6 separate regions of the Mus musculus genome follow, and all the other regions are linked to region 1. Evidence: chromatin contacts called from public Hi-C, HiChIP or PLAC-seq, Micro-C and promoter capture Hi-C data. All regions are on one chromosome and are shown on one strand. Each heading gives the region's core, a stretch centred on a gene start, on an enhancer-like site or on the middle of the called end of the contact. The rest is flanking DNA. Distances are from core to core; before and after follow the strand shown.

Region 1 (3,739 bases), core at 174-2,673:
GAGTCAACTTTTTAGCCCATCTTTTTCAAGTTAACAGAATCTTCCAGCGTGCATTTTGGAAATAAAGCCCCTGGTTTAATCTGATCTTTCCCATGCTTGGTTTCCTTTTTTTTTTTTCTATTTCCTTCTTTACTTTTAAAAAGTATTTTTATGCATATGAGTGCTTTGTCTGCATGTATGTTTGTGTACTATGTATAGTGCCCATAGAGAGGACCGAGAGGGCATCAGATGCCCTGGAACTGTTAGGTCTCAAACCTGGGACAAATGACAGAGGTACTTATTTAACATGTGAAAGTGGTTACTGGACCCAGGTTCTCTCAGCCATTCCTACCTGTTACAGGGTATGTATGGCATGCACACTCCCTGCCCTAATCTTCTCTTTCCCTCCCCCTCAGAGTCATGCTCGCTCTGAATATTCCCAGATGTCTTTCCTCCCAACTATGTTCTCCCATTTATCTCTAATAAACCTTTTTCTTCATCATACCTAGAAGCAATCATGTCCTTTTCTTTTTATTTTATTTTTATCAGAATCAAAATTACAGATAGATAGTTGTAACCATGTGGGTGCTGGGAATTGAACCCATGTCCTCTGCAAAAAAACAGGCAGTGCTCCTAACCTCTGAATCATCTCTTCAGTCCCTGTATTTGTTTTTAATTTATCCCAACTGCAAGCATTTATTATGTAGCTGAAGATGACCTTGGGCTTCTGGATCTTCTGCCTCCATCTCCCAGTTGTAGGGATTACAGGTCTCTTATGCCCGGTAAATGTGATTTTTATCCTCTAGGAACCGAGTGCAGTAGAGAAATGTTTAAAAATCACAAGATAAGAGAATTAAGCAATATAAGAAATCAATGAACAGAAAAGAACTATAGAAAAGTGGTATCCTGAGTGTATGGAGATGTCGGGAGCGTGTAAAATCTTATTGCTGTTGACTGAGGCCCACTTTGAATCCTGTTTCTTCTAGGGTCACCTGGCGAATCAGCGACTCTGGTGATGTGATACAGAGCCCTTGATCTGCAATGTCAATCTTTTTCAACAGAGAAGTCTCTTATCTCCAGCACACCTGGGTTTCCAACATAGGCAACTGAAACCCACGTTTCCGGGTTAGCGGAAATACGAGCAATTGTTTTGAAAACCAGTGACTGAAACCTAGAAAAGAAAAGCAAGGCGGGAAGAACGCAATAGTTAACTCTGCGGAACCACCAGGCCCTGGGGAGCAGGGAAGGAAGGTCATTCCAGCCTACGCCGGCTCTGCGTTCACAAGCAAGGCAGGCTCCGCCCTGCGCCTGCGTAGTGGCGACTGTTCGTTGCAGTGGAACGCCTGAGAGAGGGAATCGCTCCTGCGCGTTAGCAACCGCGGAGGGGAGGGCGGGGAGCTGGAGAGGCAGGAAGGGGACGTGGCGCGCGTGCGCGCAGTTCGGCGCGGCTAGGCGGCCCGCAAGGGCGGAGGGGAGGGAGTGACGCTGAGGGCGGGGCTGTCCGTGGCGCTGCCGAGCTTTGCGGAGCTGGGCGGTGCCGAGGAGGAGGTGGAGGAGGCGGTGGCGGCTGGGGTCTGACGCGGCCCGGTTCCTGACGCGGCCCGGTTCCTGGGGGCCTGCTTGTTTATTTATTTATTTCCAGTGGGCGCCGCCAGCGTGTGCGCGCGCTGTCGCTGCTCGGCGGGGAGGGGGTGGGGGGAGGGCCCGCGCCCGGGGGGAGTTGGAGCCGGGGTCGAAACGCCGCGTGACTCGTAGGTGAGAACGCCGAGCCGCCGCCGCCGCCGAGAAGCCCTGTTAACGCTTTAGGGAGGAGAGTCTGGTGCCGACAAGATGGCGGACGGGGAGCTGAACGTGGACAGCCTCATCACCCGCCTGCTGGAGGGTGAGTGCGGCGCCGGCTCGTCTCCCCACCCGGCCGCGGGGCCCTTCCCGCTCGAGCTGAGGTCGGAGAGGAGGGCAGGCGGGCGGGCGGGCGGGCGGGCCGGGTGCCCCAGGAGGCCAGGAGCGCGGGCTGGCGGGCGGGCAGGCGGGGAGGCCGGGCCGAGCGAGGCCGGAGGCCCATCGGCTGGTACAGTCTTCCCGAGAGGCGGCCGGGCTCCGCTTGGCCGCTGTGCTGGCCTCTGCAGACCGTTCCGAAGAAGGGGCGAGGATGCCTGCCGCTGGGCTTTGTGTGTCCGTGGAATGTGTATTTCTCGGTTCTCTTTGTGCGTTGCCCTTGGCAGCCTCCGATGGTCGTTCCGGTAGTGAATTTTACATAAAACCTTCCCAGTAAGGCTCTCGGATCGTTTGCATTTTACTGGATGCTCTAGAAAGAATTAGGGAGAGGATACGATGACTAGTTTACCATTTATTATCTGGAGTATAAAAAAACAGTAAAAATCCTGAATCAGGTTAAAGACGTCCGTTAGAAATACGAAACGCCCGGATACATGTGCTGAAGGGGTTGATTTGGGGGCTTTTTTTTTTTTTTAAACATGTTTGAGCCGAGTTTAATTTCTGCACAAACTTAGCAAATGTCTGTTGTGAATAATCTCTTGAGCTTAAAAGGTATTTTACAAGTGTTCTCAGCATTTGAAGTTCCGGGTTCTTATGCTTTTATCGATTAGTTTTGTGTTGGTGGGAACATAAGGAGAAAAGAGGAGATGGAGAGGCCAGTAGTTAAATGTATTGGTCCGTTGGGGGATACTGTTCGAAGTTAAAGGCGGGTCTTGGTCAAAAGAACCCTTTTACGCTATAAAATTTGCGTCGTCACTAATTGTGGAGTGTGTAAAAAAGAATTGCGTTTTTGAGTGGTTAAGAGTCCTTTTTGTCAGCCTCCTAATGAATGCGTGTGTTTACTACAGCGAAGCTGTTTGTGTTTGGAATTTTACCAAAGAGCGTGGAGAGGGGTGACTTTTCTTTAACTAGTTAAAGTACGAAGTATTTATTCTCTGTTTAAAACAACAACAACAACAAAACAACTCTGTTTATATGCTCCAGATGTAAAAGCTTTCCAGCAGCCTTAAGGCTGAGAAAAAGGCAGAACTTTTACCAGGAACTCTTTCTTATTTACCTTCTCCTTTAGTATCAAGTTATTCCTGGGAGGCCCCCTGGTGCTTGCTGTGTTTACTGCTTGGGATTTTGTGGTCTTTAATTGATAGAAACATCTTGCTGGGTCTGTGAGAAATTTGTTTAGTTAAAAAAAATTTATGCTTGTAGTACATGGCTGGCTCTATTAGGGAAATATAGTTATTTTAAATCTTTATATCTTGTTACTCTTCGGAGAAGGGGAATTTAAGCCCACCACTGTTTTCATATAATCTAAATTTTAAATTAAATTTGGATCAGATTTTATCGCAGTTTATTAATATTTTTAATTTTTCATAAATACCTTATAGCAGATGCATGTATTTTAAACCGATCTAGAAGCCTTTAAATCAAATGTACTTCTATACAGTTACAGATGCTTAAATACAACTAATAGAGTGGGAGTTGTAGAGAAAAAGGGGAAAGTAGCCTGAGCTATATCATTGTTAAATATTTGGTTCTATCATCAGTCACCAGCACCCACCAGTCCCCCCTTCTTGGGTAAGAATACGTTCTTTTTTTCTAATATAGCAAGTGTTTATTGACTGCACTGCCAGGCACCAGGAGTCAAAGATAAGGCTCACTCCTCACTCAAGCAGCTCAGTATAAACAAGTGGCTTCTCAGTGTGTGCTAGCCTTCCTGCTCTTCCTGCTTTGAATGTACAATTTATTAGTAGTTTTGTTACATTCTTGT
Region 2 (3,578 bases), core at 881-3,380, 830 kb before region 1:
ACACAAGGGCTTGGTGGTGTGGGGGGGGAGGTGGGTTTTGAAGGCTAGTGGTGTAGGCAGCGCACTGGCAAAGCTGCTCGGATGGCTTCAAGGCCAGGACCTGAGAGGGGAGAATTTTGACAGACAGGGCCAAGCTGGATTGGGGGGAGGGGGGCTCTGCTGCTGGGCCTGAGGCAGTGTTGCTCTGTGGAGGCTGCTCTCTTGTTTCCCTCCTTCCTTTCAGACCACCTTCTCTGGCCAACACCCCACGTATCCACTCCCTCCTCTGCTCCCTGCCTTCCTGGGGCTCTTGTCTAAGATCATGGTTCTGTGCCATCAGTGAACTGACCCAGTTCAGACCCAGTCTCTGAGGGCTGTCTGATGAAGGTGGGAGCTGGGAAGGAAATGCTTAAAGATGGTAGACTACTACCCCAGCACGGCACCCTCACTTGAACCACGAGCTGGCTGGCCGCAGTACCTGGTTTTCTTTTCTTCCCTCATTGTCAGGCTCTTCTGGGCCTCCTGGATGTTACTTCTTGGATGTTCACTAGGATCCCTGGAGGAAGGCACAGTTCAAACTGTGCTCTATGTTGTGCAAGTTGCATTGCACCCGAGTGCCTGTGAGTGAGTGAGTCACACAAAGCCGAGAGGCCATGCAGTGAGGCATCTTGTGATTTTCAGTGTCTTGGAGGCCTGCAGCAACCCTGTGCCATCCTCAGGTTAAAGCTGAGGAAACTGATTCTCCTTGGTTCAAGGCATGTCAACAACTCTTCGATATTTAAAGAAAAGGCAGCGCTCACAGGCACAGTTTTCAGCGAGGTCATCTGTGTGGGACTCCAGTGACATAGCAGGACTGCCACCTCTTTATGACCTCGATTGTGCTAGGGTGTGGATGACCACTTGCATGTAATTCTGCACTACAGTGGCTCAAGTTTGCTGTGGAAACCTTACAGGGAAGGCAGACATTGCTTAGTCTTGTCTAGGGAAGGGTTTAGGAAGGACAGGCGGAGAGGCTTTCTTGACTGCCTGTGGGAAGAGCTTGTGTCAGGGATAAACACGAAGATCATGAATCTCTCCCTGTGCCCTGCATGCGATACCGTGTTGGTTACTTTTGCATCACTGTGACCAAAGAACTGAGTAAAAGAGGAGGAGAGGGTTGTTTTCCTCATTATTCCAGGGCTGGGGCAGGGGTCCGTAAGGACAAGAAAAGCACTTCATGGTAGGAGTGTGTGGCTTGACATAGCCTTCAAAGGCCTGTGCCTAGCAACTCACCTGCTGGCCTGGCTGTTTGTCCTCCAGGTCCTCTGTGCCACCCCCTGGGGGACAAGCACTCAGAATGTGAGTGTGAGGGGACCAATTGGATTCAAATCACAGCAGGTACCATTTCCTCTATGCTTGCCACAGGAGCAGAGAGTTTGAACTAGATTGCCTCAGGCAGGTGTGGGGGAAGAAGGGGACAACAGAGGAATTGTTGTTTTCAGGGGATAAAGGCTGAGAAGGACAATCAGAGACTCTTTACTGCTGAGGGAGGAACAACAACCAGGAGGGACTCAACAGGAAGGAGAAAATGCAGGAAACTGAGGAAGGTAAGAAAGATGGAGAAGATGGGAGGAAACTGGCCATGGCCAGAGCAGGCCTGGGGGTTTCAAGCAGGTACTGTCGTCCTGGGAGTGAGAGGCTGAAGTGTAACAACAGAGATCAGAAGTCACCAGAGCTGAGGCTACCTGGAAACTATGGGAGGGAGGGAGGGAGGGAGGGAGGGAGGGAGGGAGAGAGAGAGAGAGAGAGAGAGAGAGAGAGAGAGAGAGAGAGAGAGAGAGAGAGCACATGCCATTCTAAGAATGCCTCATCTTACAGGAGGGGGGTACCAGCAATGAAACAGGCTTATAAGAGTCCTAGTTTGTCAAATTCCAGATGACAGAAAATGGGTGAGTTGGAAGGAATGACAGATATTAAATGTGGTTGGGAAAATCCCCAAGGTAAAACACTTGCTGGGCAGCACCGCAGCTCCCGGGTGATCTTGCGAGAGTGATGTCAGCCCTGAGGCTTCATCTGTTAGGAATCTGAACCCACATGGCATGATTCAGAGGCCAAACTGCCCGAGCCACCCGAACAGAGCCCCCACATTCCTCCTGGATGTCTTCACACATTCCATCTGACAAGTAGATACCACTTGCTTTTCTTTTCAAGGCCTCTCCCTCCATAGAGCTATTCAGAGCCCACACTGCAGGCTGAATTCCTTAGTCTGCTTGTGGTTTCAGAAATGGCTGAAACATGATGACACACCATTTCTTTTTCAAGGATTTGACTAGGGGCTCAGGAGAGAGCAGATGTAAATTGTCAGGGTCCCCACTACCTTCTACATGGTGCTGGGGGCCAGATTTGCTCTAGAGCACTCGGGTCAGCCCTGCTCTCTGCATTTGGTTCGGAATGGAATTGCCTTCCAGGGATCATTTTAGGGAGCTGCCTCAGTTGCTCTAGGCTGGCCTGGCAGTCAGGCCTACCCTCCTCTGGCACTGATGTCTAAGCATACACTTCTGCCTCCTTCCCCTGTCCAGGAGCTGAGGCATGAGAACCTGATTGGGTTTAGGCATCCCAAACTTCAGGGACACCATGCAGAAGGACCTTTTAATCTCTCTTCAGTCTCTTTGTTACCTCAGTCATCTTTTAGGGATGGTGAGTGGGTTGCCTTCTCACTTGTATTGAAGCCTCTCTGCCATTTGAAAAACTCACAACTGAGATGTTTTCTCAAGTGGAACCATGCACAAATGGGGTGGGGTCAGACAGATCCAAAACCCCCATTTGACTGATGTACTGGTTGTGTGATCTCTGGCAGGTTGTTCAGCTTTTCTGCATCTATTTACCTGTATGATGGGACTGTTGTAGCTACTAATTCAGACAATGTCAGGGGGTCCAGGAGAGCCTGGCAGAATGGGTGTTCAACACAGCAGGGCAGACTACATGGTATATCAGAGGCCATTTCTTTTACATGTAGTAGAAACTCATGACCTAGATGAGTGGGGGCAGACAAGGTTCCAGGAACAGAAGGGGTCACCATCATAGGGACTCCATCCTTTGAGAGTTAGAGCAAGGTTGATTTTCTGTTCCCAGCTCAGAGGAGAAGAGTCAGAGGGCTTGGAAGGGGTAGAAGCTAGTATCCTAGAGCCCCTGATTATGCAGGCCAGGATGTAAAGAGCTCCAGCAGTGGCCATCAGAATTTCCCCGGAACTTTGACCTTCACTCCGCTGTGGGCTAGGTGAGGTTCTCCATGAACCCTTTAGTGAGTTCATGAGAATCTGAAAGGAAATAAACCTTGAGACCTGTGATTCATGTAATTTATGTCAAATAGCCCAAAGAGTTGTTTGTGAGCTTTGAAACCTGGGGCTGAGAACATAGCAGAACAGGCTAGGACATGCCCGGGCAGGCCTGTCGTTACATGTCCTGACTGGCCTAGTGCCTCCCTATCTCCCGCCCTTCTGACAGTCTGTTAATGTTTAAATGGACCAATCATGTGAAACCGCGCCAATTCCTCCCCCAGCCCCACCCCTTTTCTATAAAAGTCCCTAGCTTCCAAGCCTCAGGGTCGAAACCACTGTCTC
Region 3 (3,549 bases), core at 124-2,623, 890 kb before region 1:
GTTGTTGGGAGATCCACATGAAGACCAAGCTACATATCTGTTCCATATGTGCAAGGAGGCCTAGGTCCAGCCTGTGTATGCTCTTTGGTTGATGGTTCAGTTTCTGGGAGCCCCTAGTGGTCCAGGTTAGTTGACTTTGTTGGTCTTCTTGTAGAGTTCCTATTTCCTTCAGGGCCTGCAATCCTTCCCACAACTCTTCCACAAGAGTCCCCAAGCTCCATTTAATGTTTGACTGTGGGACTCAGCATCTGTTTCAGTCAGCTGCTGGGTAGCTGTCAGAGGAGTTATGCTAGGCTCCTGTCTACAAGCACAACAGGCTCCATATCCTCACTGCTAGGAGTCTCAGCTAAAGTCACCCCCATGGACTGGGATGGGTGAGACTCCCGGGAGCTTTACCATTTTGTCTGCTGTGAGAGAGAAGTCAGGAAAAACAAAAACAGAGCCTACTTAATTGAGTTCGGAACTTAAATCTGCCAGAACCCAATGCAGTGGGTGCCCTCACTGCCAGATGGCCAGCAGGTCCTTGGGAGTAAACCAGAAGACAGTTTTAAGAGGCTGTTGTTTCCCTAAGGACATAGCTTATAATCTGCCTGTGCTTGAAGTACTTGCACATACAGAGACTTCTTCTTTTTAAGCACATATTGATTAAATATAATGAGGCATACTGAGGTTGAGAGGAGAGATCAGGGAGGGAGGCGTCCATGCATACCCAGGGCTTTGAACAAGGGCTCCCCGACTCAAGGAAGTGCACAAACCCAAAATTACCAGGAACCTACCTGTGAGTTTGTTGTGGACAGTTTCTGGGATTCTGTGTAGCCTTTATCAGCATCTCTAAAGGGTCATTGTCCAAATATAGTTAAACAGACTTCGGACACGGAAGCGTTGGACTCCCATTCCTAGGCACAATGGCACAGTTTATAGCAGGTCCCTGTCAACCTCACTCCATCACCCCCTCAAATCCTTGCCTAGAAATCTATTCCAGCTAGCCTCCTTTTGCCCTACCAGGGGGAGGGGAAATCCGAAAGCTTATTTTTAGGCAGGCCCTGCCAAGACTCCCCGCAGTGGCTGGACTGCTGCTGGGCCTGAGGGGTGCCCGCGCCCCAGGAGGACAAGCAGTGTGCGGGAGGGGCCTGCGGGCACGAGCGGATGTCACAGCTTACCTCAGAGCCTGAATTAGAAGCCTGAAAAAAAAAATCACAGCAGGAAATAATGTGGTGCCCAAAATAGAAACATCAACCGGGAGAGAGGCCGGGAGTAGGTGGCGTTTGAGGCTCCTGCAGCGTCCTCCCCAGAGGCCTCCTGACAACCGGCAAGCGGGTTGGCATGAGATTGCAACCCAGCCCAAGAGGCCACAAAGGCACCGGCTGGATGTTTCAGCAAGGGAGAAGGAATGGGCAGTAAAGTGGAGAATCAGGACCGCCTCCTCTTCCCTCCCTCTCGACTTTCTCCTTCCTTCTCCAAAGTCTTACCGCCACCGCTGACCCCTTCCTCTTTTTCGGCATCATCCCTCAACCTTCTCCCCACACAATGACTTCTGCTTTTTTCCTCACTCTCTAGTGCCCCTTCTTCTCTGATACTGCCCCCACCCCGCTTCCTCCTTTCCCTCCCCACACCAAGCCCTTCATTTCTCCTGGGTGGTCTCTGCCCCAACCCGCCGCCCCCCAGCCTCCCGGTGCTTTTGGGTGCCTTCCTAGGTAACTAGTGGGAGCTCAGTCTAGCAGCAGCTAACTGAAGGTCAGCCTCCTGTGCCTGACTGCAGCCTGGCTGCACTGATCTCCCCTTCACCCCACACTCAGCACCCTCCACGCCTCTTTAGAGAAAAGGAGGCCCTGGAGTCTAAGGAAGATGGCAGGGTCAGGACTCCTTCCTCTGGGGCCTCTGGAGGGCTTGAGAGGAAGCAGAAACTTTGCAGGCAATCTTGGACTGTCTCTCCCTTCACAGCTGAGTTCCTGGTAGATTGCATGGTTTGCCAAATTTCCGTGTTTCTCATGCTGGCATGTGCCATTGGGCAAGGTATAAAGTCGGTGAGAACCAGACTTAAGGTCTCTCTGATGCTCCCCTTAACCTTCACCAACCCCGAGTGGGGAAACATCTGTGATCTCCTTTACAGTGGGAACTCAGATGCAGCAGGTGAGCTGGAGGATGGGGGACACTGGAGGATGGGGGACACTGGAGGATGGGGACACTGGAGGATGGGGGACACTGAGGATGTCTTTAATCTTAGCACTAGGTAGAGGCAGATGATCTCTAGGAGTTAAGAGTCCATCCTGGTCTACATGGTGAGTTCCAGGCTAGCCAAGGCTACATAGTGAGACCCTGTCTTTAAAAACAAAGGAAAGAAAAGTCGGAGTAGTAGGCATGCTGCATGTTTGTAAGAGTAGAAGGGCTGGGATCGAGGCACAGGGAGTGCAGCCCCTCTACTGACCTTGAACTTGGACCAAGTTCATTGACTTGGTATTTCCATACCCGGTTTTCTTCGTAACAAGATTTGTTTTTTATTATTTCTTTTCTGAATGTAAGCATGAGACATTCCATTACATATGTTGGGTAATTTCAATTATTAAAAATTCCCTAGGTGGGGCTGGAGAGATGGCTCAGCAGTTAAGAGCACTAACTGTTCTTCCAGAGATCCTGAGTTCAATTCCCAGCAACCACATATGTTCACAACCACCTTTAATGAGATCTGATGACCTCTTCTGATATGTTGGAAGCCAGCAACAGTGTGCTCATATACATTTTAAAAGGAAAGAAGAAAAAAAAAAGAAGAGAAAAGAGAAGAATCCCCAAAGCAAAGCATGGAGAAGCAGGTGGATCTCTGAATTGGAGCCTGGTCTACATGGTAAGTTCCAGGACAGCCAGGGCTACATAAAGAAACCCAGTCTCAAAAAACAAATAAAAATTTCTAGCTAAGTATCATGGTACATGCTTGCAATCCCAGTACTCTGCACCCTGGAGGCAGAAGCAGGAGCATAGCCACAAATTCAAGGTCATCCTGATATATATCGAGAGAGAGAGAGAGAGAGAGAGAGAGAGAGAGAGAGAGAGAGAGAGAAAGAAGAAGAAGAAGAAGAAGAAGAAGAAGAAGAAGAAGAAGAAGAAGAAGAAGAAGAAGAAGAAGAAGAAGAAGAAGAAGAAGAAGAAGAAGAAGAAGAAGGGGAGGAGGAGGAGAAGAAGGAGAAGGAAGAAAAAGAGGAAGAGGAAGAAGAAGAAGAAGAAGAAGAAGAAGAAGAAGAAGAAGAAGAAGAAGAAGAAGAAGAAGAAGAAGAAGAAAGCAGCAGCAACAGAAGCAGCCACCACCTCAGCAAGGACAGCAATGCCATATTCTTGTTGTCACTTGTTTGAGTACCTCCCCACCCCACCAGCAGTTGTTCTAGTGAAAACAAGTGCTTGGGCCAGTGTCAGACACTGTGTGCCCTCAGCACTCTCTGCAGAAGGATGGATTCATTTATCCTAGTGCACCACCCACACACATGTGCAATGCTGGTGCCTGAACGCCTTGATGTTACTTTAGGGTTAGTGTCTTATGATTTCTTTTTCTTTTCTTTTTTT
Region 4 (3,946 bases), core at 1,417-3,916, 820 kb after region 1:
CGATGCAGAATGCAGGCACTGGTGCTGACAGACTTTCAGGTGCCATGGGTTAACTACAAAACCAAGTCCACATAAGCCGCTGCCTCTCTTGTGAAGAAGTTTACATCCCGGGGCTTGAAGGCAGGCCCCCTGCCCAGCACCAAGCAAGCCAAATCCTTTCCTGACACTAGAAGAATGAAAGCTAGTGTAAAGGTGCTGCCATGCAGTACAGACCTCAGGACATGTCTGCTTTCCATACCATGCCGGGAGGCCACACAGCTAGTAGGTCTCATGGACAGGGGGTCCTCAGCAGTACCCAGATCTAAGGATCAATGTCCACACAAGTTTCTTGCCAGGTTACCCTGTGGGCACTCACCAATGAAGTACAAAAGGCAGGTAGGAAATAGTGAGCTGCTGGAAGGACAGGAGTCTGTCCCACCTAGAACCCTGAAGGGGACACTAGACCTCTCTGAGCATGAGACTCATCTGGAAAAGGGCGAAACACAAGCTGAAACCTGCTACAGGTCCACAGGTGACAGAAGATAGAATAGCCAGAGAAGGACAGTGTATCACTGAGGTCCCACCAGGATTCCACAGGCCCCAGCCCACACTATGTACAACTAACATGGCACAGTGCCCTCAGACATCTGTGGAAGCCAGGCTGACACATACAGCAGGGCCATGCAGAGAAAGAGCAGCCTCAAACCACAGCTGCCACCCTAAATAGTAACAAGACAAGCAAACTCATAGAGTTCCGGAGAACAGTATGACCCCACACTACACCACAACGCTGTCCCTGAACTTGGCACATCCCACAGCTGTCACCCCATGTTGCAGATGAAACAGAGAGAACACACATATGAGCCCAGCCCATATTCACATCCTGCTATCATTCTTCCAGAGATCATGCTCCCCCGGGGTCTCAAAGATGTTAGTCCAACTCTATAATGGAGCCCCGATGTCCTGCATGCCAATCACACTGGGGTAAGCATCCTGTGTATCCCTGTTTATATTGGACACGTGCTCTGAATCTGGAAGTGACAAAGCAAAACACAGTAAGGGAACATACTACCCGGGGAATAAAACTGCTAGGTATCATCTTGCTGACACCCTGGCTCACTGGGTTCACTTTCCTAAATACTGGACAGCTAAACTCCTTCCCTTTTCCTTCCTACAAGGCAAATTTGTCCTAATCAATCAAAAGCTCAACACGACAAGGGACATAACCCTGGGCCAGGAAAGGTTTGACAGGCAAGGCTGTCCTGCTGATTTCTGGAAGGCAATGGGCTGGGCCTGCCCTCCCTACCCCATGGGAAATTTGGACTATAACCCTGCTGGTTTGGGTGCAGAGCCTCTTCCTACAAAAGTGTGTGTGTGTGTGTGTGTGTGTGTGTGTGTATACACATGAGCCTCCAGGGAGTTCAGCTCTGAAGAGGTGCAGTGTAGGGGAGGAGTACCCACCACCAGTCCAGGATGAAGGCAGGCCTGGAGGGCCTTACCCCGCCACACCCTGAAACAAACTGACAGGATCTGCAAAATGGCCTTGTGTGATAAGAGGTATAGTGGGCCATCACAGGGCGCCTCCCTTTTTCCCTCCTGCCTACAGTTCCTTATTTCCTGCTGGCAGCACACGCTGCGAGGATTCATCCCCTGCCAGCTTTCAGGCTATAAGGAAGAAGGCAGTGCCCTTGTGAGAACAGAGCTGGGGGTCAAGCCGTGTGGTCATTAAAGTGGAAGCGCCAAAGAGAGGGACACTGTAGGGCACTTGGACGGTGGGCAAAAGGCTCCTCCCTAATCCGAAACCTCTCGGCTGCCCCGCCCGAAGGTGGGGTCGTCTTCGCTGCGCGTGCGCCAGGCTACGCGGCCAGGGAACGCAGCCAAGGAAGGACTGCCCTCCACAGGCAGGACCCCTGTGGCTTAAGGACTTTCATAAATGAATAAAAAAAAACGTAAGTGGTCCAAATCCAGGTGCCAAGCTGAGCATCACTAAGTCGACCAGAGGGGTGATAGGCATGTAGGCCACCCATGTTCCCTCAGCGCCACCTCTAGAGACTACCCGCTCCCGGATCTGCCGACCCGAGGCCCATGCGGAATCCGCAGGCTCGTCACTCCGGGAACACCTAGGTCCCGGCTGGGTGTCCACGAGAAGGATCCTCGCGGGACCCCGGGCCAGGAAGACAGGCCCGGCTCGGTCACAGTCTGGGTCGCACCACCACAGGCCCCTTTGTCACCTGCGCGGGTCGCGAGCGGGCATCGGAAAATAGGGACGCGCACGCGCGTGCAGCAGTTCGCGCATGCGCATCACCCGTTGGCCTCCTGGGTTTCTCCCCCCCAACCAGGCGCGCGCGCAGCGAGCGCGCACGCGCACTCGCACACAAAGCCAGCGCCGCGCGCGCCCGGCCGCCCCGCCCCCGCCCCTCCACCCCCCGCCCGCAGCCGGAAATGCGCGCGCGCGGCCTTACCCAGCGGCAGGCCCTTGTTGAGCAAGTGGGAGCTGCCCATTGAAAGGTGCGGGTGGCCGCGGGCCCCGATGAGTCCGGCGCTCTCCGCCGCCGCGAGCCCTGCGCCTGGGGCGGCTTCGGCGCAGTCTGCTACTCCGCCCGGCCGCCTGCGCCCGGCCACCGCCGTGCCGAGCCGCCACCGCGCCGCCAGCCGCGCTCCGACCGACGAGCGGGCGGGGACACGCGGCGCGCGCGCGCGGGCGTGGCCTCGGTTGGTCTGCTGTTTGCAGGCAAGGCGGCGCGCTGGACGTACGCGGGCGGCTCAGGGGCCCAGCTGCCCGCCGGCCCGACGCTCGGCCCCCACCCCCAGCGCCCCTCCCAGGCTGGATTCCCTTCCTGGACACGCCCCCAGCTGTACCCGCCCCCGGCCTCCCCTCCCCTGCGCGTACCCCGGACTGCGCCCCTGCCACTCCTTGGCGCGGTGACCTGGGCCGGAGCCTGAGTGGTGAAGCAGCCCATCCGCGTGGGGCGCTACCAGTCTAGTCGCCGGGGCCTCAAGAGGACAGCGAGAGCGGTTCACTCGGCCCCTTGTGCGCTAGAGCTGGGGCCGCGGACCCAGGACCCAGGAGCTGGACAGCGCCCCAGCCAGGGAAAGTGATCTGTGCGCAGGGACAGATGCCCGCTGGCCACCCCAGAGTAAGCGACTGACTGTTGGTGGGACTGTCAGACAGGCGTAGCGAGGGATACCGCTTAGCTGTTAAAAAAAATAAAAATAAAAAAAAATAAAATAAAATAAAATAATAATAATAATTAATAATAATAATAATAATAACATCACGGGAACAGTCCAAACTGAAGGATGCTGAAGGCCATATGGTTACGAGTTTTGAAAATCAAATCTTTGAGAAAGGTGGGCAGTATCAATGAGGGATGACAAGGGCCTGGGCATCTGTTTACAGAAAAAATGCTTTGAAAATACCTTCCAATTCCATCTATTGGCAGACATGGATGGAGAAAAAGATCTAACAGGTGGAGTCTCAAACCTGCTACAGTATTTCCTAAATAGACTGAGGGCTAGGGGGGAAAGCCAGCAGATGTACACTTTCCCTTAATCCCCACCCCTATCCTGGACTGTCTCTCCTGGTCTGTTCCAGTTTTCTCGAGCTGCAGGTGACTCCCTACAGATCCATCCAAAGGGCTCCTCCCAGTTGTTCCATCCTAACATAGCAACTCCATGGCAGAGTGACACCTCCTATTCCTTCTCAGGCTGCCCAAATTCCCACTTTTTCTTGCACATTGTGACTAGGACCACCACATCACTCCATCCTTGTGAGGGATTATATCAGGGCTTGTATAAAAACCCTTAGGGCTCAAAAGATGGCCTAATAGGCCATCACTTGAAAGAGGCACATTGGACTTGCAAACTTTATATGCCCCAGTACAGGGGAACGCCAGGGCCAAAAAGGGGGAGTGGGTGGGTAGGAGAGTGGGGGGGGTGTGGGTATTGGGGACTTTTGGTATAGCAT
Region 5 (3,623 bases), core at 421-2,920, 560 kb after region 1:
GTCCCCATCTGTTAAGTTTCACCATATTTGAAGAGCCACCTCTACTAACACAAATCCTGGTTAACAAACCAGGCTAATATTTCCCCTAACAAGTATCTTAAGTGTGTGACTGTGTGACAGTGACAGGTGATATGGGGGTGGCGCATGCATATATATATATATATATATATATATATATATATATATATATACACACACACACACACACACACACACATATATATATCATAGCTGGGTGTGGTGGCGCACACCTTTAATCCCAGCACTCGGGAGGCAGAGGCAGGCGGATTTCTGAGTTCGAGGCCAGCCTGGTCTACAGAGTGAGTTCCAGGACAGCCAGGGCTACACAGAGAAACCCTGTCTCAAAAAACAAAACCAACAAAAACAAAAACAAAAACATGGCTCCTGAGCAGTCTTCAACATGAGCACACACACACACACTCCTCAGTGAACCTAAGGCCCCTTCTTCTGTGCTACAGTGGGCTAGATTTTTCTTATGTGTGTGCATGGCTTCTCTTTGTGTAACAGCCGTGTGTGTGTGTGTGTGTGTGTGTGTGTGTGTGTTTCAGACAGGATTTCTCTGTGTATCCCTGACTGGCCTAGAACTCAGAGATATGCCTGCCTGTTCCTTTGTTTCCTGGCTACTAGGATTAAAGACATGTTCCACCATGCCAGACTGTTTTGTTTTAATTGCACTTTTTCTAGCTTGAGGTCCAACCCAGGGACCTTTAGCACAGAACGACAGGAGCGGTGAAGGCTTAGTGTCCAGTCCATCGCCACAGAAATCCAAGAAGACACTGAAATTAGATTTTGGCCCCTCCACAAATAGGATATGTCACCTTGCCTTGAATTTTTGTTCCTTCTTCCACTGAGCATCAGGCCCTCCAGGCCAACACTGCACCTCTGACCTATAATCACTAATTCCCTAAAAAGATTTGAACCAGGCTAAGTCGACCCTGATAGTTGCCAACTTTTGGTTTTCCTAGGTTTACCAGGGTTGTAGATTGCACTTCTGCTTTGAAGAATGGGGGACCTGCTGAGCCTTTCCCGGAGTGGTTGTATGAAATAGGTTAGTGCTAGTCAAGGCCCAACAGTAAGTCAGGTCCCCGTAGGTATGTCCTGAACGCTACTCCGCTCTGCCAAGTTCCCTATCCCTTCCTGTGCAAGCCAGAGCTGGCCCAAGGTCAGTTTTAAGGATGGCACTACCCTGCAGTATTGTGGATTCTAGTGTGTCTGTGAGGGGCTGTCCCAAAGGGCAGGACCCACCCCACGCCGCTGACAGAGCTGACCGCTTGCTGGAGGTGGCAACACCCAACAAAGCCGCCCCTCGGTCCGGGGCGCCTCGGCTTTTCCATACAGGGTTATCTGCGGGTATCTGCTTCTCAAGCCCGAGCTCTATCATGGGTTCTGTAGCGTTTTCCTGGCCAGGGCTGCGACAACGCCTGCCTGCGGAACCACCATCGCCGCGCCCCAGCCGCTCCCCACCCTCCAACGCTGCGGCGGTAAACTGCAGTACTCCTAAGGCGCCTGCGCAGCTCTCCAGCGCGGCCCTCGCCGCGGCTATTTATAGTAGGTGACGTCACCTTAAAAAGACCGTTAGGGCTGGGCCGCCCCGCCCCCTCCCGTAGCTCGGCGGGCTGATCCGAGTGCGCAGGCGTGGTCGCGTCCTCCCCGCCCGCCCGCCCGCCCGCGGCGCCCCCTATCCTCTCTCGGCGGCTCCGCGGCGCTCGCCACAGCGCGTGCAGCCAGCCAGCGAGAAGGCGCGAGCGGCGGCGCAGCCTGCAGCCTCCCGCCAGCCGGCGAGCCAGTGCGCGTGCGCGGTAGCGGCCTCGGCGGCGACCGGGAAGCGGACGGGCGGGCGAGCGAGCGAGCGAGTGAGCAGGCGGTGTGGGCGTGCGAGGCGAGGCCGAGTCGCGAGCGACATGGGGGATCGAGAGCAGCTGCTGCAGCGGGCGCGACTGGCGGAGCAGGCGGAGCGCTACGACGATATGGCCTCCGCCATGAAGGCGGTGAGCGCGCTGGGGAGCCGGGCGGCCGGGGGCTGCGGGGCGGGGCGGCCCGAGCCTGGGCGGCGGCTCTCTCCCTACGCGCCGCCACCTTTTGGGCGCGGCGGCCGCTGGACTCTCCGTTTCCTGCGGCCTGGCCGGGGCGGGGTCTCCCCGGGAGGCCTCTCGGTGGCTGGCGGGCGGGGGTCGCCGTGTCCTAGCGCAGAGCCCCGGTGGGGGAGGGGGTGCCCGAGGAAAGGAGGAAGTCGCGTTCCTGCTTCTAGACCCTTCTGCCGGACCTGGGCGAAAGGCGCTTTCCTTCCACCATTCACCCACTTGTAATAAAGGCTCATCCGCGAGTGGAGACCCATCTCCTGGTTTTCTCTACTACGACCGGTTTGGTTTGCTTGTCTGAAGTTGTTTTTTTCCCCCACTTTCCACACCTCGGGTCTGGCTTTGTGTGGGAAGACCCCTTTCCAGCAGTCCTGGGCGTGAAGGAGGGTGTGGGTCCCTGCATACATCCCAACGGTCCATGCTGCGTGCCTTCCTGGAGATGAAATGAAAACGAAGCAACCCTGGGGGCCTTTGCATTCCTGAGACCCTCAGAGATGGATTCTGGAGCTTGATTTCCGGTAAAGGAGACCTGCCCAGCCACACCCTAGTCAATAGCTTAGCCTAGAGCCTACCTGCCTACCCAAGACTTTGGAGTTCTGTTACCACATCACTATAGACAACTCTTCACATCATCCTGGGTTTTTTCTAAAAGAATATTTCTTGTCAAGGTCACACAGTGGCAGAATTACAACTGTGGCCACCTAGCTCTTAAGACTAGGGAGAAAATTTCCTTGGATTCCACCTTAGACTTCTAAATACATAAACATTTTTGAGGGTGAGACCCAGAAATCTGCATTTTAGCAGCCCTTGGGCAGTTTTTAGCTGACCTAAGTATTAACTGCCCTGAATTGTAGCTCATATGACCTATGGCTAGTCTTTGAAAGGCTTTCTTAAACCCACATACTCCATACACATTTAATTTGGAAATTGTATTTTGATACTACATGAAATAGAAAATTGAGGCCAACATTTAGGATTTTCTCAGGTAAGAACAATAATCAAGTTAGCTTTCCTCCAGGGTCCTTGTACACATTCAGCAGGATGTCTCTGGAATCCAGCAACATCACAGGCAGGCCATTTGTTGATTCCTTGGTGATACTGATTTCAGCATTATGGTATGCTTTTCTGGTTAGAAGCATTCATTTATACCAGGGAACATTCTAGGTTTGGGGTATGAATTTTTCTGAAGAAATTGTGGATTCTTTGAGAAAATGAATTTAAAATAACAGTTTTGCAAAATTTTTTGGAAACAAGACTGATATTACTAAAGTGTACCCTGAAAGCCACCTCTATCCACACACCAAGTCACTACTAAATGTCTAAATGTTTCTGGTATTGTGCAAGTTGAGGCCTCTCCCTGAACAGCTGGCTTAGGGGGCCTTTGCTCCATATGTGAGTGGGCTTGGAGGTTTGGGCAGTTTAGGGAGGACCTCTGAAAATGAAGAGGATACACAGTAAAGGGGAAATGGCCATCAGATGTCTGGAGCTATCAACTATCCTGAGGTGGGAAGAAAGGAAAGACTA
Region 6 (3,720 bases), core at 256-2,755, 850 kb before region 1:
TTCACACTCCATTCAAGCATTCAAGAGACATGGTATCTTTTTTGTGTTCCTGTGTTATATGTGTGTACATGTGAACTGGCACACATGAACATATGTGCATGTGTGGAGGACAGGCCAATGTTGCTTTCTCTCTACCCTATTTAATTTTTTTGGAGATAGGATCTTTACTGAACCTGGAACTCTCTGATTTAGCTAGACTAGCACTAAGTACATGCCTGCCATATTTGAAAATTTAAAATATGACCTCCAGATTTTGAAGATTTGGATTCAAGACCTAGACTTTCCACTAATAACTGGAACAGCCTTGGCCAAGTTAGTTATTCTTATCCTTGGATTCCTCACATGGAAATGGAAATACAGCATTGCTGAGAAGATCACTTAAGACAACAACAACAACAACAACAACAACAACAACAACAACAACAACAGGCCAGAGAGGATTGCTTAGCCACTATGAATATTTGTTGCTCTTGTATGGGAGTAGGGTTTGCTTTCCAGTACCCACATGGTGGCTCACAACTATCATAACACTCTGGTTCCAGATTTGAAGCATGATGCTAAACTTCTCAGGTACCAGGCACACAAGTGGTACACAAATATACAAGCAAGCAAAACACTCAGGCGTAAAAATAAATTATAATATAGGGAGAGTCATTATAAACACACAAATTAAGCAAAACAACAGCAAAAATAATAAAATCCTGATTATTAATTGGGAGATGAAGTTACCAGTGAGGTCCCTGGTGGTGGAGTTAGGACTTCTTGCACAGGCATAAAAATATTGCTGGGCAAATGGTAGATCAGAGTACAATATCCAGAGACTACCCCACCCGGGGATCCATCCCATAATCAGCCATCAAACCCAGACACTATTGCATATGCCAGAAAGATTTTGCTGAAGGGACCCTGGTATAGCTGTCTCGTATGAGGCTATGCCAGTGCCTGGCAAATACAGAAGTGGATGCTCATAGTCATCTATAAGATGGAACATAGGGCCCCCAATGGAGAAGCTAGAGAAAGCACCCAAGGAGCTGAAGGGGTCTGCAACCCTATAGGTGGAACAACACTATGAACTAACCAGTACCCCCAGAGCTCGTATCTCTAGCTGCATATGTATCAGAAGATGGCCTAGTCGGCCATCACTGGGAAGAGAGGCCCCTTGGTATTGCAAACTTTATATGCCCCAGTACAGGGTGGGTAGGGGAGCATATAGGGAACTTTCGGGCTAGCATTTGAAATGTATATAAAGAAAATATATAATAAAATTAAAAAAAAAAAAAGATAGATCAGTGTCTCTTGGGAAAGGCTACATGTTTTGGAGCCAGGCAGATCTGGGTATTGTGATATTTGGCAGTATTATCTTTTGTATGGAGGGGGGGTCCTTCCCATAATACCACAAAATTCACTACCAATAAATCACTGAGTCAGAGACTGCCCGAACTTCAGGGGAGGGCGTGGCTTCTGTCCACTTCCTGAGCCTTCTACCGGAACCCGCGCATGCCCCGGAAGTAGTCGTTGAGCTCTTTAGGCGGGTCTCGGTGAGAATCGGTGGACCATGCTGCTCTCCGCTGTCTCTTGTAAGTCGGTCTGAGGCGGCGGCAGGGCCTGCGGCGTGGAGCCGAGGCGGTGACCCGCAGGTCCCGAGGTGGAGCCCGGAGGGGTGGAGGACCTGGCGCGGCGGCTGCCACCCCGCGGCGCGCCTCCGGGTCTGGTGAGAAGGCGGCGGGAGCCCCGTCGCCCTCTGCAGGGGTGTCCGAAGAATGTCTACTGGCCGCTGTGGTATTACCCCGCTGCCTGGCTCCTGGCTGACATCCTGATTAGAGTTAGCATCTCAGGCGACTTTGCTGCAGTCTGTAAAGTTCAAACAAGAGCTGTGTTGCAGTACAAATATTTACACTATAGAAGGGTGGGGATAGAGCAGATATTACTTAGAACGATGTTAAGATGGCAGACAACTGTTGATTATACCAAGACAACAACAACAACAAAACATTCATAATTGTGTGGGCCAGACTCACACCAGGAAAAAGTTATTTTAGTGTAAAGTGGGGAATACTTTTAAAGTGTTTTTGGTTACAACTAATGTTGATAAGCACTTCGAATGAAAAAAATAACAACCTTATCTTTTTTCTTTCTTCCAACCTTTACACACACAAGTTGCCAAGAGCAAGTCAAAGTAAGTAAGGTTTTTGTTTTATTGGCCCAGTGTTTGGGTTTGATCTCCCAAGAGTTGATCTGGGGTTATTTATTTGGTTAATTATTTTGTTGATGTGAGCACCTTGGGGGAAAAGTCCTTTGATGGTGCTACCATTGACAGTTCGATCCTGGGTTGCAGATACATAAGCTGAGAATGCATCTGATATACCAAAACCACAGATCATGTCGCTTAGCAACCCTGCTTCCTCTTCCCTTTGTGGCTGGTAGGAAGCCGAGGTACCCGTTACTAACTGGGGAAGAGAGCACAGTGGGAAATGTGGCCTCTTGCAAAGCAGTGCATTTGCACTGGGTAAACTGAGGATGTAAGTTGAGGACTGTGCTGTCTCCCTTCTGTCCCAGGGAGTATTCACAGCCTTTGTGTAAAGGAACTTTGCTTCTGGTCTCACCTCAGAATCTATTAGTTCATTGCTTTGCTCCTAAAGCAAGCATCAGGCTGGTGATCTGTTTGGCTCTACCTAACCAGAGCCATTTGCCTGAGTCTTCTGCAGGAATCTACAGATGAGCTCTGATTTGATGGAAACCTAGAGCCTGTTTATAGAAGTCAGTCCAAGCACTAGAAAGATTGCAGAGCTAAGCGTTAGGCAGCTGGAACTGAGAGGCTAGACCTGTGCCTTGCCTATGGGCCAGTCCATCTGTTCCATAATTTCAGCCCTAGGAGGCACAGACTTAGTGTCTTGTAGGGCTCCTCACAGAGTAAGTACCCCATAGAGACTTGTTGAATCCGTGTGACTGAATGGATAATTATGTTAATTATATAACCCTCTCTCCCCTCCAGTACTGGGCATTGAACCTAGGCCCATGCTGGGCACAAGCTCTCTTCCTGAATTCTGTTCAGCCTCATATTTGTTTTTCTAAGTTTTCAGACTCAATGAGTTGCCCAGGTTGGCCTTGAACTTGTGAACTTCCTGCTCCAGCCTCCTAAGTGGTTAGGGTTATTGGCCTGTACCACCATACCTAGCATCATTGTCTTTCTTGTTCCATCAACAAATACTGTAGTCTTCAGGGGCATTGTTTGAGGAGTAATGTGGCCTTCTTGGCTTTATTTTGTTTTGAGACAGGATCTCAGTCTGTGGTCCAGGTTGATCCTCCTGTCTCAGCCTTCAGAGTGCTGAAATTATAGATGTGAGCCTCCATGCCCGATTGTGGTTTCAAGTGCTTCAGATGTGTAATGGCATGACGAATGGCTTATGTGGGGAGGCAAAGATGACACACACATACGAGAAAGTAACAGCACAGGTATTCAAAGGTCAGGGAGATAAATGATAAGTTTGCTGGTTTGGATGGCTAAATGAGATACAAAGGTGCCCAGGGCCTGTGCATCAGTGATGTAAAACTTGAGATCTATTTTGTCCCTTCTTGCTATCAGTCTTTTTGGAAGATTGGCTCTCCTTAGGCAGCCATCTTCAGGGTTGCCTTACTGTATGTAGCTGTGACTACTGTCACCCTATATATTCTCCCACCAGATGTCTGCTCCTCATGAGAGATGCCCTCAGAGGCTGATTC

The links. Promoter capture Hi-C pulls out the DNA fragments that hold promoters and counts their contacts. A called contact is a pair of places that touch in the nucleus more often than the background predicts. HiChIP or PLAC-seq counts read pairs in DNA pulled down with a chosen protein or histone mark.
Region 2: a contact with region 1 is called in an H3K27ac HiChIP or PLAC-seq map of epiblast stem cells. The contact joins the enhancer-like site here to the promoter of Ppp1cb in region 1. A contact is called at or near these places in 3 of 39 promoter capture datasets (the C10 cell line, embryonic stem cells and liver), 1 of 484 Hi-C or Micro-C datasets (embryonic stem cells) and 6 of 115 datasets of contacts at active chromatin or transcription factors (the NIH/3T3 cell line, bone marrow-derived macrophages, embryonic stem cells and 1 more).
Region 3: a promoter capture Hi-C map of neutrophils shows a contact between it and region 1, with 11 times the contacts expected there. The contact joins the promoter of AI839979 here to the promoter of Ppp1cb in region 1. A contact is called at or near these places in 17 of 39 promoter capture datasets (the 3T3-L1 cell line, 3T3-L1-derived adipocytes, the HPC-7 cell line and 11 more), 9 of 484 Hi-C or Micro-C datasets (adipose-derived mesenchymal stem cells, cardiomyocytes, cortical neurons and 4 more), 19 of 115 datasets of contacts at active chromatin or transcription factors (DN3 thymocytes, the NIH/3T3 cell line, VIP interneurons and 14 more) and 3 of 9 other capture datasets (embryonic stem cells, liver and macrophages).
Region 4: a promoter capture Hi-C map of erythroid cells shows a contact between it and region 1, with 10 times the contacts expected there. The contact joins the promoter of Ctbp1 here to the promoter of Ppp1cb in region 1. A contact is called at or near these places in 1 of 39 promoter capture datasets (erythroid cells) and 3 of 484 Hi-C or Micro-C datasets (B cells, erythroblasts and spermatogonial stem cells).
Region 5: a Micro-C map of embryonic stem cells shows a contact between it and region 1, with 4 times the contacts expected there. The contact joins the promoter of Ywhah here to the promoter of Ppp1cb in region 1. A contact is called at or near these places in 4 of 39 promoter capture datasets (cranial neural crest, frontonasal cranial neural crest, maxillary cranial neural crest and 1 more), 4 of 484 Hi-C or Micro-C datasets (CD4 T cells, embryonic stem cells, erythroblasts and 1 more) and 4 of 115 datasets of contacts at active chromatin or transcription factors (bone marrow-derived macrophages, effector CD8 T cells, extraembryonic endoderm stem cells and 1 more).
Region 6: a Hi-C map of B cells shows a contact between it and region 1, with 10 read pairs. The contact joins the promoter of Mrpl33 here to the promoter of Ppp1cb in region 1. A contact is called at or near these places in 3 of 39 promoter capture datasets (the C10 cell line, cranial neural crest and liver), 3 of 484 Hi-C or Micro-C datasets (B cells, embryonic stem cells and myocytes), 9 of 115 datasets of contacts at active chromatin or transcription factors (the NIH/3T3 cell line, bone marrow-derived macrophages, embryonic limb bud and 3 more) and 3 of 9 other capture datasets (adipose tissue, liver and macrophages).

The regions. Positions count from the first base shown.
Region 1 is chr5:32,457,547-32,461,285 of GRCm38.p6, forward strand. It overlaps Ppp1cb (protein phosphatase 1 catalytic subunit beta), which reads left to right and starts at 1,424. Exons shown (of 8, transcript NM_172707.3): 1 at 1,424-1,861. The coding sequence starts at 1,810.
Region 2 is chr5:31,628,156-31,631,733 of GRCm38.p6, forward strand. All of the region lies in intron 7 of Rbks (ribokinase), which reads right to left. The region is part of intron 2 of Gm38424 (a long non-coding RNA gene); the gene reads left to right. Among named protein-coding and RNA genes, the nearest start is that of Mrpl33, 16 kb to the left of the region's middle. Within about 2 kb of position 2,131, at least 145 of the 459 cell types and tissues checked have an H3K27ac peak or open chromatin away from gene starts, as enhancers often do. A contact at or near this core is called in the NIH/3T3 cell line and epiblast stem cells, where this site is marked.
Region 3 is chr5:31,570,024-31,573,572 of GRCm38.p6, forward strand. It overlaps AI839979 (expressed sequence AI839979), which reads right to left and starts at 1,374. Exons shown (of 3, transcript NR_102275.1): 1 at 1,161-1,374; 2 at 777-896; 3 at 1-407.
Region 4 is chr5:33,272,338-33,276,283 of GRCm38.p6, forward strand. It overlaps Ctbp1 (C-terminal binding protein 1), which reads right to left and starts at 2,667. Exons shown (of 10, transcript NM_001198861.1): 1 at 2,442-2,667.
Region 5 is chr5:33,017,146-33,020,768 of GRCm38.p6, forward strand. It overlaps Ywhah (tyrosine 3-monooxygenase/tryptophan 5-monooxygenase activation protein, eta polypeptide), which reads left to right and starts at 1,671. Exons shown (of 2, transcript NM_011738.2): 1 at 1,671-2,009. The coding sequence starts at 1,923.
Region 6 is chr5:31,612,446-31,616,165 of GRCm38.p6, forward strand. It overlaps Mrpl33 (mitochondrial ribosomal protein L33), which reads left to right and starts at 1,506. Exons shown (of 4, transcript NM_025796.3): 1 at 1,506-1,577; 2 at 2,158-2,176. The coding sequence starts at 1,556. All of the region lies in intron 2 of Gm38424 (a long non-coding RNA gene), which reads left to right.